Linked DNA regions of Mus musculus: region 2 is linked to region 1. The links are chromatin contacts, called in public HiChIP or PLAC-seq maps. All regions are on one chromosome and are shown on one strand. The core of a region is the stretch at or near the end of the contact, and the rest is flanking DNA. Distances in the headings are between cores, read along the strand shown.

What was found. HiChIP or PLAC-seq counts read pairs in DNA pulled down with a chosen protein or histone mark.
Region 2: a contact with region 1 is called in an H3K27ac HiChIP or PLAC-seq map of embryonic stem cells, with 3 times the contacts expected there. The contact joins two enhancer-like sites. A contact is called at or near these places in 1 of 39 promoter capture datasets (embryonic stem cells), 7 of 484 Hi-C or Micro-C datasets (embryonic fibroblasts, embryonic stem cells, trophoblast stem cells and 1 more), 1 of 115 datasets of contacts at active chromatin or transcription factors (embryonic stem cells) and 3 of 9 other capture datasets (adipose tissue, embryonic stem cells and liver).

What each region holds. Positions count from the first base shown.
Region 1 is chr12:31,744,949-31,751,537 of GRCm38.p6, reverse strand. The region is part of intron 6 of Cog5 (component of oligomeric golgi complex 5); the gene reads right to left. It also overlaps the pseudogene Gm18029. Among named protein-coding and RNA genes, the nearest start is that of Gpr22, 34 kb to the right of the region's middle. Within about 2 kb of position 1,492, at least 13 of the 459 cell types and tissues checked have an H3K27ac peak or open chromatin away from gene starts, as enhancers often do. A contact at or near this core is called in embryonic stem cells, where this site is marked.
Region 2 is chr12:31,933,614-31,940,227 of GRCm38.p6, reverse strand. Cog5 (component of oligomeric golgi complex 5) reads right to left here. Exons shown (of 23, transcript NM_001163126.1): 23 at 2,598-3,051. Hbp1 (high mobility group box transcription factor 1) reads left to right here. Exons shown (of 11, transcript NM_153198.3): 4 at 2,469-2,610; 5 at 2,947-3,058; 6 at 3,144-3,256; 7 at 5,787-5,943. Among named protein-coding and RNA genes, the nearest start is that of Hbp1, 13 kb to the left of the region's middle. Within about 2 kb of position 2,992, at least 34 of the 459 cell types and tissues checked have an H3K27ac peak or open chromatin away from gene starts, as enhancers often do. A contact at or near this core is called in embryonic stem cells, where this site is marked.

The DNA.
Region 1 (6,589 bases), core at 243-2,742:
GAACCAATAAAACAAAAACTTTAAACATAGTAAACATAATAAACTTAACCAAGGATGTGAAAAACCTCTATAATGAAAACTTGAAAGCACTTTAGAAAAAAACTAGAGAAGACACTAGAAGATGGGAAACTTCTGCTATTCATGGATAGGAAAAATTAATACTGTGAAAAGGCTACATTACCAAAAGAGTTAAACAATCTCAATGCAATCTTTCACACAACAAACAAACAAACAAAAAAAAATCCTAAAATTCACATGGGAGCACAAAAGACCAAAACAATTCTGGGGAGAAAGAGCAACAACAGGATCATAATTTCTATACTATACAGCCGTAGAAACAAAAATAGCAAGGTACTGGTAGGTCCACACACCCACAGAGACATACACACCATGGAATAGTATGTAAGACAGAAATGAAGCTATGCAACCCCAGCCACATGGTGTGTATGTGTGCGTGTCTGTTTCTGTGTGTGTGTGTGTGTCTTTTTACCAAGTTGCCAAAAAATATACAATAGAGAAAAGATAACCTCTCTAGTAAGTGGAGCTGGGAAACCTGGATATTCACATATAAAGAAATGAAACTAGAATCTCATTTCTCATCATATACAACAGCTAAAAGTGGACCAACAGCCCTCATGTAAGACTTTGAAACTGCTAAAGAGAAATACTTTAGATACAGGCATAAACAAGAATTTTCTAAAAACTGCACCCACAGTTTAAAAAAAAAAGTAACACCAAAAACTGACAAATAGGATTGCCTAGAACTAAAAAGCTTCTGCACAGAAACAAAAGCTACTACTCGGGCAAAGAGAGCCCAGGAGAAGCCTTTATACAGCTGGTAGCTGTTACATAGCTGCAATCAAAGGAATAAATGCAAAAATGTAAACTTAAGGGGGCTGGTGAGATGGCTCAGTGGGTAAGAGCACCCGACTGCTCTTCCGAAGGTCAGGAGTTCAAATCCCAGCAACCACATGGTGGCTCACAACCATCCGATCACGAGATCTGACTCCCTCTTCTGGAGGGTCTGAAGACAGCTACAGTGTACTTACATATAATAAATAAATAAATAACGCTAAAAAAAAATGTAAACTTAATAATAAACTTAACCAAGGAGGTGAAAGACCTCTGCAATGAAAACTCAAAAACACTACAGAGAGAAACTAGAGAAGACATTAGTCTTCTTTAGTACCTAGGATATCTAGGTATTTAGGATAAAGAATTTTAAAAAATAAAAAAAAAATCTACCCAATGAACAGACAGTTCTCATCAAAATAAGTACAGATGACCAGAAAACATGAAAAAAAAAATTCAACATTGTCTCTTGCTCATGAGGGAAACTCAGGTCAGAACTGCCCTGAGATTCTGCCTCACTATAATCAGAACGGCATCATGAGAACGGAACAAATGCTGTACAGGTACAGGGATAGAGGAACCCTTACATACCAGCAGGAATGTATGTAGTCTCTATGGGGTCCCACGTGACCCAGGTGACCACTCCTAGGAAACCTAAGCAGGCACTGCAGACACTGCATCCATGGTTACTGCAGCACTATTCACAACAGGTACATCATGAGATTTGGTGGCGATAAAAAGGACAAATATGTCATTTTCAAGAAAATGAATGGAACTGGAGATGAGCACACAAAGACAAATAATCAGAGTCAGAGCCAGAAGCCATGACTTTTCTTATATACGGAACCCAGGAAGTAGAATGAGGACTGCTGGAAGGATGAAGGGACAAACAGGACGGAAAAAGGACAGAGAAGGAGGGATGAATAGGGTTGAAGTACATGATATACTTAAATAAAAATATTATCATGAACTTCATCATTTCATATCATAAAAATACATTAATAAACTTTAAAAAAAAGCATAATTTCTCTGATCTTAAAGATCATCTCTAAGGTCTAGAGAGATGGCTCAGCAGTTAAGAGCACTGGCTGCTCTCCCAGAAGACCCAGGTTCAATTTCCAGCACCCACAAGTCAGCTTACACCTGTCGTAACTCCATTCCAGGGGATCTGACATCCTCATACAGACACAGGCAGGGAAAACACCAATACATACAAAATAAAAATAAACAATTTTTAAAAGAAATTCTTAAAAAGACCAACACAATCATCTCTTGACTATGCGCAGGCTATGGCCTTTTTCCATAAGCAAAGTTACATGCATAGACCACACCATAGAACAACTTAAGATAATGCAGTAAGACGTAAAGCAAATTATGGGAAACTTCAAATAACTGCGCTTTTTCTTTCTCTCTTCTCTCTCTTTTCCTTCCTTCCTTCCTTTTCTTTTTTAATGACTTAATTCACTTTGCTTTTCTTCTATTAAAAACCCTTATGTGGTAGCTACAGCTAGAGCCTGAGTCCTCTGAATGGAATGGGTTTTCACAAGATGGCCAGTGAGTTCCTGATAAAGAAAATTTGTGAAATTTCTTTCTTTCTTTCTTTCTTTCTTCCTTCCTTCCTTCCTTCCTTCCTTCCTTCCTTCCTTCCTTCCTTCCTCCCTCCCTCCCTCCCTCCCCTCCCCACTCGCTCGTGCTTGCGCTCTCTCTCTCTCTCTCTCTTTCTCTTTCTCTCTTTTTGGTTTTTCGAAACAGGGTTTCTCTGTATAACCCTGGCTGTCCTGGAACTCACTCTGTAGACCAGGTTGGCCTCAAACTCAGAAATCCACCTGCCTCTGCCTCCCAAGTGCTCGGATTAAAGGTGTGCACCACCACTGCTCGATTTGTGAAGTTTCTTTCCTGAGGCTGGGGGGTCAGGGAGCTCTAAGTCTTGAGGAGGGCATTAAAGGTGGCCTTGGCAAAGTTGCTCAAGGTAGTAGTGCAGCCCTACCTAGCAGATGTGTGGCAGACATCAATACCAGCTATCATCAGTAGCTTCTCGGACACAGGGACAAAGATGGACGCTGTGCTTCTCGAGGCAGGGATGATACACATCACTACAGAGCCACAGTGGCCTGTCACAGTGCCAATCTTGTTTCCCCCATAGCCTCTCTGCACTGGGACGATGAAAAGCTTAGCCCAGATGATGGTCCCTCAGACAGCAGTGTCTACCTCCTTGGAGTACTTAACACAAAGACCAATATGACCACTGTAGTCCCCAATAGCAACAAAAGCCTTGAACCTGGTTTCCTGACCAGCCTCGTGTGCATGATCTTTAGAACCTCCCCCTTCAGGGATGCACTCAGGAAAAACCTCAATAATCTCAGATTCCTTAATGGGCAAGGAGAACAGCAAGAGTTCCGCCAGGGACTTGATCTTCATGCCCTTGACCAGGTGGTCCAGCTTGGTGATGGGTCCACTCCTTGTCTTTGGCTTTTACTTCCATGAACCCCCATACCCTTGACCATGACCACAGTTCCTAAGGCAGATGACAAGTCTCCCATGGAAGGCACAGCCTCCTAATCCTGGACCCCTGGGATTCTGGGGACCTTCCTGCTGCACTAGCAGAAGCAGCAACAGCAGCATTCGCCATCTTTGTTTTCCTGAAGAACAAAAAGCACAACTATGGTTTTCAAGAGCAGTGACCTGAGGCTACACATCAAAGCTGACAATGACACTCTTCTCTCACCTTTCACTAATCATAGTTAAATGTATCTACACTGTACTCATACGTCATCTCACGGCTCACACTAAATACAATGGAAAGAAAACTTCCTTCTGTTACAGATTGTGATCTGCTCCCCATTCCAAAAGTGATGTGTGGAAATCTTAACTCAGCTTATATAATGTTATCTTACTTGTAAATACAGCCTTTCAGATAGAATTAAGGTAAAATAAGAGCATGTTCGATTAAGATGTGCCTTAATCTGATGATGGGAATTCTTATTTTCCCCACTTTTATTTACTTTCCATTGGTTTAAATCCAGGATGGTACAGCAGCATCACATGGATTCTGTGTCCAGTGGCCTTTTCAGGAAGGTTGCTTCAGAAGGTTGCTTCAGAATGTGTCACGAACCATGTCACTGCTTCCGTGGGCCCGAGTTACTTTTCCCCAGATCACTCTGTTTTTGTTTGGTTTGCCTCTAGGAGTCGCTGTATTGTTTTTTGCTTTATACACGTGAGCACATCTCTTGCCTAAGTAGAACTCCGTTTCATCTCGGGCATATACACCTTCAATTTTAGGAAGAGCCGTGTGCTCTCTTTGATTCCAGAGATCTTGCTTGTAGCCAGAAAAAATTGCCTTGCACCACAGCCTTCCAAACATACTTGCTTTTTTTTTTTTTTTTTTTTTTTTTAAAGAAGTCCTGTTCCCAGCAGGTCTCCACAGGTCCAAGATGGCAGGAAAGTAGGAATTCTTATAGAATAAGAGAAATGTGGGCAGAGACACGCAGAGAAAATGACATATGAAGACAGAAAGAGATGGAATGATCCATCCATAAGTCAAGCAACTCCAAAGGTTGCTAGAGTCATGAAAGCTATAAAAGGCAAGGCAGGAATCTCTAAGAGAAGTCAAAGCCCTGGCAACCACCTTCTTCCAAACTTTCAACTCCAGAACTGTGAGACAGTACTTCTGTTGCTTTAGCAAACTCAGTTTGCAGGCAACTAAAACATCTTCTCTTTAATATGTTCACTACTTTTCACCTTCAGTCACCCCCCACTTTAAGCCTGAAGCTACATACCAAAAGAAATAATTGAAAATTAAAGTCCATGGACATTCCACATCCACAGCAACTGCAGGAGCCATTTAATCTTGCACAAATGAGTGCTCCCTGACATATTACCAGCAAGTTCTCAGACTCTCACAGCTTAAAAGTTCTTGAGCTACTAAATAGGGCTTTTTGAAATAGATATTTGTAAAGAAAAAAATAATATTTGTAAAGAGAAGTTAGAGATGTGGAACAAAAAATTATTTGGACTTGAAATGCAAACATGAGATAGTTTGCTAAATAAAATGGACACTGATATGTCAACTCAAACATTAGTCTTTCTCTTGTATCCTCTCCTTGTCTTTAAAAGATTCAAGAGCATGACAAATGAACTGTACAATAAAAGACACTAAATAGATATTACTAAGTGTCATTCAAAATTTTACCTTAAAACCTTGCCTGTCCCTTCCTATAGAAGAGCTTTATAGAATATTTTGATCTTTCAGAGGACTAAGAAACTGACCTTGCAAAGTTCTGAGAATATAGCATGAGTAGCAAAGACTAAGCAGGGACTATTATGGGCCTATATACTTCTGCTTTTCTAGACATAGAGTGACTACTGTCACTGGCTTGAGTTGCACCTCCCTAGTGACTAATAAGACTGACAATTTTCATGTAATTATTTGCTACTTTGCTTATCTCTTTGTAAGACTGTCTATTCAAATTCTTTACTTGTTTTATCTAGATTATGCTTTATTTCTGAGTTGTAAGAATCCTTTATATATTCTGCATTTAAGTACTTTGTATCAGATACCTTACAAGTACCTTGTAAGACTGAAATTCTATTCCGTGTGTTATCTTTTTCATTCTGATGATGGTGCCCTACGGGGTACAACTTTTTTTTGGTTTTTCGAGACAGGGTTTCTCTGTGTAGCCCTGGCTGTCCTGGAACTCACTTTGTAGACCAGGCTGGCCTCGAACTCAGAAATCTGCCTGCCTCTGCCTCTGCCTCTGCTTCCCAAGTGCTGGGTTTAAAGGCATGCACCACCAACGCCTGGCAGGATGTACAACTTTTGAGGCTATAATGAAGTACATTAAGTTTTTCTTTAGAAAATTATCCTTTTGCTGTTATTTAAGAACTAGGCTACAAAATCTGCTTTTATGGTTTTTAAGTTTTGGTGTGGAGTTTTTTTATGAGCACAGTATTAGGTTTTACATTTAGGTATAGAAGCCTTTTTTTGTATGCAGTAATGATGTGACGTTTCTTTGGTGTGTGGGAAATTGGTCCCACCACCATGTATTCAAGACTAAATTGTCTGGCTGAGGATGCAACTCGGCTGATGAAGTGCCTGCATAGCATGCATAGAGCCATGGGTTCAATCTCCAGTAACACAAAAACTAGGCATGGAAAGACAAGAGGATAGAAGTTCAAGGTCAGAATCCTCAGCAACATAGTTGAGTTCCAGACCAGCCTGAGGTAAAAAAGACCCTGTCTCAAAAACTTAAAAAAAAAAAAAAAAAGACTATTAACTACTAAGAATATTTTCTGCAAGGCAGACATGGAAGCTCACACCACCTTTAATCCTAGCACTTGCGAGGCAGATTGAGATGTAAATATGAGTACTTATTTCTAGATCCTCATTCTAGTCCACTGATCTACACACATCTATCCCTATACCAATGCCAGTCTTCTATGTCAGTGTGTCTCACAGTGCTTTCTATCCACACATTTTCACTTGCAAATGTTCATTGCAATGAGGCATTGGTCTAGTTCAAGTCTTCTGGTTTCTGTGACACCATAAATACTGGGTCTTCACCATGTTATCCTGTTGTTGCCTTGTGACATGGATATCTTGAAGCTTTTGATCAACAAAACAGGCTCTTTCATGGGTCCCATCTATCCACAGATTATATAGATTTTGGGGTGGGCCAACTCAGAGCACTGGATCTGGCCCTGGGTAAGTTACCGAGCTAGTCAGCATGCCAGCAGCTCT
Region 2 (6,614 bases), core at 1,743-4,242, 190 kb before region 1:
CAAGATAGTAGGTAGCTCAGTGGGTAAGAAGCTTGCCACCAAGCCTGAGGGCGCAAACCTGCACGTTGTCCTCTCACTTCATACATGCTGTAGTGCTTGTGCACACACATAAATGAAAAAGACATTTTAATTTCAAAAAGTTACTGTTTTGAAATCTTCTAATTTTACAGTAATGGCATTAGCTATTCAATGGATGGTTAATGTTTAAAGTCACTGGAATTAATGTTTATAACGATCAAAGATGATTTCATTGTTTTGAAAATCAAATAACACTATGAGAAAATATAGCATAAAAATATGTGTTTCAAAAGTAAAAAAAATACTTTATACTTTTATAAAAAAATTTTTATATCATTCTGAAATTTATTTTTTGGTGTTTTGGGACAGGGTTTCACTCTTGTCTACTTTTATAAATTTTTAAAAATAAAAATTATTTGTTTAAAGAACCATAATTAAACAATGTATTTTAAACTTTTATCAACTGTAGATTGTTTCATTGTGTTCTATAATTATTTTTCCATTGTGTGTGTAACCTTGATTATCTTCGCTAATTCTGAGGTTTGCTGATCTTAAAGTAGGAGCTGGAGATGTAGCTCAGTTAAGAGCACTCTTTTAGATGACCCAGGTTTGATTCCTAGCACCCACATGGCAGTTTACATCCAGCCCTCTGTTAATTCTAGTTCCAGGGAATCTGATGCCCTCTTCTGATCTACTTGGGCACCGGGCACGCACATGGTGCGCTGACAATCCAGCAAAACACTCATATACGTAATGGAAGTAAATCTAAACATTAAACAAAAACCACCTTAGAGTCCCAGTAATAAAATTACTTCATCTAGACCAAAGGTCAAGAAAATGGGTTAATCTGCATTGAAACTATGGAAAATCCCAGTTGGTATTCCTAGGGAGACCTAAGTAAGTATCATTTTACTAAATATAACAGCTTGGAGAAATGCCCCAGTTTTCACTCTGTTGGAAGAATTAGATGAGACTATGCTAGCCAAGTAGAAGGAACTCTGGACTTTGGTATTGGTCCCCAGTTGTACAATATTGTGCTACACATGATATAAACATGAAAGCCTAGCTACCTTGCATTCTGTTAAGGTATGCTTGTCTATTTTGCAGGAGATTGGTCTTGATTGAGCAATTCAATTCAGTTAAATTCTGTGTAAATTTCCATAGGGAAGGAAATTTCTCTTTCAGAGTATCATTTCCTCTATATTCCTCTTTTTCACAGTAATCTGTTTAACCTAGGGCAGTTTGCAGGCTGGGAAGAACTTTACTAATAAGCTACCCTGATGTTAAGTATTACCATTCTTTCATCTTCACATCCAGGTTACAGTTTATAGAAGGGCTGAGGCACAGCTCTGTAGAAGAGAGTTTACTGAGCATGTGCAGGATAAAAACATGAGTTTCTCTGTAATACTGCAGAGAAAGGGAGGCTCATGGGAAGTAGTAAGCCAAGAGGAGAATGATTATAAATGCAGAAGTTAAGGGACTGTACCCCGGGGTGTAGTTTTATTCTTGGAGGTGTTTTCTCTGCTGCTCACCAGTCCTGCTTTCTTCCCTGTTTTACATCACTGTTCGTGATGACCTGTGCAAGTACTCATGAGCTGTTAACTGTGTGAATTACTGAAGGTTGGTGTCTAAAGCCTTCTGAGCTTAGTGTGTCCTTGGGATCCCTGCTGGGCTTGAAAGAGCACTGCTCAGTAGAGACTTTGCTAGGGAAGGAAGCCAGTGTGTAAGTGATCCTTGTGGGAAAGTGACGGTACATCTGTATGCTTATGTGTAACTCACAGAAACAGTGTCTTCTTACAAATGGAAACAGGCTCGGCTCTTCTCTTCTTTTCTTTTGGTTTTTTGAGACAGGGTTTCTCTGTATAGCCCTGGCTGTCCTGGAACTCACTCTGTTGACCAGGCTGGCCTCGAACTCAGAAATCTGCCTGCCTCTGCCTCCCGAGTGCTGGGATTAATTGTGTGTGCCACCACGCCCGGCAAGCAGGCTGTTTTCTATTTGTAGTTTTACTTAAGGCAGTTCACCCAGTGATACATGGCTGGCCAGGTTAGTACTGTTGAGTTTTCGGAGTTAAGAAATAGATGGGTATTTACTTCATAATGATATGCATATTTATCTGTATGGGAATAAAAGAGATGGGAATCAGGTGTAGTGTACATACATGCAATCCCTGACCTTGGGGCAGGAAAATCCCAAGTTCCTTGCCACTTTTGATTTTTAAAAAGCTTAAGAAAATGTGATGAGTCTTCGATAAGAAAGAACACTTTAACATATACCAGTGAGTTTATATATGAGGAAGGTTAATGATAAGTTCAAGGGACAGCTTGCTGTCTTTACTAGAGCTTTCCATAGTTGTCTCTTGTGTAACAGCATTAGCAATATGCTGTTATCAAGAGAAAAGATGTTCGTTATGGACCTGCCTACACTGATAATAAAAACTGCTTTATTTTAGATCATCTCCTGTACACATCATAGCTACTAGCAAAAGTTTACATTCCTATGCACGCCCACCACCAGTGTCCTCTTCTTCAAAAAGTGGGCCAGCCTTCCCTCATGACCACTGGAAGGAAGAAACACCAGTAAGACATGAAAGGGTGAGTTTATTCATGAAGTCAAACTTCTACAAAGTTTATACAGTGGTTGAAAACATTACCTTTCCCCAATCTGAGAGATTGTTTTGAAGAACATACAGATGCACAAAAATATTTCATTGTTCATTATATGCATTTGATTCTGTATTTCTATTTTTAAGAAAATTTATTACAGATGACAGTATTTAAAACTTCAAGAAAAAAAGTCCTTCAATAGTGAAAGCTTACTTTCCTTAATCTTACAACTAAGTTATATTTATTTGAAAGCTCGAGTTTAAAAGAGGTATTAAAAGATCTTTTAAAAATAACAAAACAGAAGTTTCTGTTTTCTCTGTACAGGCAAACAGTGAGTCAGAGTCAGGCATTTTCTGTATGTCCTCCCTGTCAGATGATGATGATCTGGGCTGGTGCAATTCCTGGCCATCCACCATTTGGCACTGCTTTCTGAAAGGTAAAGAAGTACTTAAATGATTTGCAGCTGCCTTGGTAGCACAGCAGGCTTGTAATCTGATCCCTTCTTTCTAATTCAACTTCAGGCACGCGGCTGTGCTTCCATAAGGAAAGCAATAAGGAATGGCAAGATGTGGAAGACTTTGCTAGAGCCGCCAGCTGTGATAATGAGGAAGAGATCCAAATGGGCACTCACAAGGTTCATTTAAAATCCTTCTAAAGAATTTCAAACTGGTCAACCTTCAGGGTTAATCTAGAGGAACGCTCTACTTGCATTCCTATTTAAATGGCACCTTGCCCTCTGGGTAGGGAGTGAGACCGCCCAGTGCTTAGCATGGTGGGCAGAACCATGACTAGCACTTCCCAGCCATGCTTCTAAGGTGTGCGGTCTGTGTGACTTGGCAGCTTTATGCTTTAAATGCTCTTGTTCTGGAAAACTAGACTAGCCTTAAAGACAAATAGTAAACTAATTCAAACCTTCAGTTCTTAAGTATATAATGCAGTGCATGTCTTCCATGGTTAATTGAGAGTTTGAGGTTACTTCTTAAATGACCCCAGGAAACTCTCATTTTCTACATTTATAAGTAAAAACAGTGGTAAGCAACATTAGAATAAATATCTGTTGACACATTTTACTTTTAAAACTTTTCATTTCTCTATCTCTGTTGCAGGGAAAAATAAATAAATGAATAAATAAGCAAAATGGGATAATATAAAATACCAATTGAAAATTCCTTCTTGGAGCTTCCTGTCTCCTGTCAAGTTTTGAGAAAAAGTTGATTATCTTGAGCATGGTGTCTTCATCTTGGTGTTACTCTTTTCTTAGTAAAGTGTGCAGTCTGATTTTGCTTCTCCTACTTTACACAAAATTTGTCTCCTAGTTTTGAAATCTCTGCAACATTTGCTCATTGAACTACTTCCTGACATTGCTGTCCCTTAGTTTACACAGCAGCAGTACCCTAGTTCTCAGTCCATTGCTTATTGCTGCAGTGTCTTCCTCTTCATAGCCCTAGTGACTGGAGCACTGACAGCAGCATCCAGGCGGCATCTCTGTAGAGAGCACTCTGAACTCAGTGTGTACTCCAGCAAGTCTTATGTGAACGACTTTAATCATCTGGGCCTTCGCATCCTGATATGTAATGTAAACGCAGGCTAAAATCTTAGTAGCTTTAAGAAAAAAGGCTAATTTTTTTAACATTTAGTATTTATTTTATGTGCATTGGTGTTTTGCCTTCATGAGCATGTCTGTGTGAGGGTGTCAGATCCCCTGGAGTAGAGTTAACAGTTATAAGCCACCATGTAGATGCTAGAAATTGAACCCAGATCCTCTGGAAGAGCAGCCAGTGCTCTTAACAAAAGAGCCTTCTCTCCAGCCCTAGAAAACTAATTTTGACTATTTGTTAATCTGCCCTCTACTTTTCCACCTGCATGTTAGACCTCACTAGTGAGCCATGATCAATTTTTCACACTCAGTATGACTTGGGGTACATCTCATTCCTAATTTCTGCCTATCTAAGTATTTCTTTAAATTAAAATTCCTTTAAAATATTTTTGCAGACCACATTCAAAACTACGAAACTGTCTTTCATTATGTTCCTTCTCATCCCTTCATATTCAGTTTTCTATTCCATAGTATTCACAGCATTGTTAACCCATTATGTGTTGATCACCTAGTATACAATTGGGTGCTGTAGCTAGCTGCAGTCATGTGTCTTTTTCTGTGAATGCAAGGGTAGACACTGGTTTCTTTCTTTTCACCTTGTTCATGTGTTCTGTAAGCCCACCACCTGACATGTGTTACTCAGTAAATGCCCACTGAATTTAAGTTTCATCTGGTTCTTCTCTCATCAGTTGTGGACTCAAGATGTACAGTGGGTATCTCATAACCTCAAATAATTAAAATGCAGGGCTAGAAAGATGGCTAGAGTAGTACCTACACATACAGCTACTAGAGCTTGTACACCCACAAATACGATACACCTTTAAAAATAATAACATAGTAGAGTCCCTTTTTCATCATCATGATCTGAAAATTGACAACCACATTAATAAAAATACTTCCATTGTCTTACCACCAACACCTCCTGAGTGAGATTTCATCTTGCCCTCTACAAACTTACAAACTGTCCCATTTTCAGCCTTATTTGCGTAAGTCTAAACTTAACCTTTTTTCTTTTTTTGTTGTTGTTGTTTTTAAGCACTACTACTTACTTAGCACTACTCAAAGAAGTTACATGCAACTGTTCTTTTTTTGTTTGTTTGTTTGTTTGTTTGAGACAGGGTTTCTCTGTGTAGCCCTGGGTGTCCTGGAACTCACTCTGTAGACCAGGCTGGCCTCAAACTCAGAAATCCGCCTGCCTCTGCCTCCCGAGTGCTGGGATCAAAGGCGTGCGCCACCACGTCCAGCACATGCAACTATTCTTAGCCTAGGCATTTTCTTTTTCTAAATTTTATCTTTTACATCTCACTTCAAAGTCCTCCTTAGTCTATCATAGATAGTCTTTGTTTACTAAACTTCATATTACTTATATTTGGATTAAAATGCATATTATCTCAATCTGATACATATTCTGTGGTCATGATACGTGTGTTTCTTTACTGCTTGGTTGAAACTACTTTAAAGCTGGAGATACTGACTAAATTTACCTTTTCCAATCCAGACATATATTGGGAGTTTCCCTGTTGAATGGAATGTTTCCAATTTATTTAGTCCATGCATATGCTTTCAGGGCTATGGGTCTGATGGTCTAAAGTTGTTATCCCATGAAGAGAGTGTGTCATTCGGTGAGTCTGTACTGAAGTTGACATTTGATCCTGGTACAGTAGAAGATGGCTTGCTCACTGTAGAGTGCAAGCTGGACCACCCTTTCTATGTTAAAAATAAAGGTAGGGCTTCAATTGAATTTATACCAACTTTACTATTATTTTCATATTTGTGCGTGTTTCACCTGCATGGATATCCGATACTTTGGTACTTCAGTTAACAACTGGTTGTGAGTTGCCAAGTGAACCCCAGATTTCTAGAAGACCAGCCAGTGCTTTTTTGTTTTGTTTTTGTTTTTCGAGACAGGGTCAGCCAGTGCTCTTAACTGCTGAGCCATCTTTAGCTCCGAGTTGATAAAAACTTTAAAGAAAACTTCTTACATTTTGTGGCTTTAAGAAAAATAATGAAAATTTATTTCAAACCAAATAAAATTCAACAGATGTTTACAGTTATATTTAATAGTGTTTAAGTACCTTAGCCATGATCAGAAAAAATGTTGCCATGTGCATGAGAAATGTCATTCATGTAGCATACTGTAAGCTCTCAGGTATAATGTGAGAAGTGGTGGGCTTGGTAGTCATTATTTTTGTTTGTATTTACCTATTAAGCCAGAGTTGCTCTTTAGAGCTTTACTACAGAAATACCGTGTAAAGCATAATTTATTAATTTGTAGGCTATTTCATAGTTTATTACTTCAGTGTTTTTGCAGATGTTTAAAAGTGGTCAGTATCTGATAGAGGTTTATAAATAAAATACTGAATTAAACTAGTTGTGGGGGTTTTTACATAGCTGA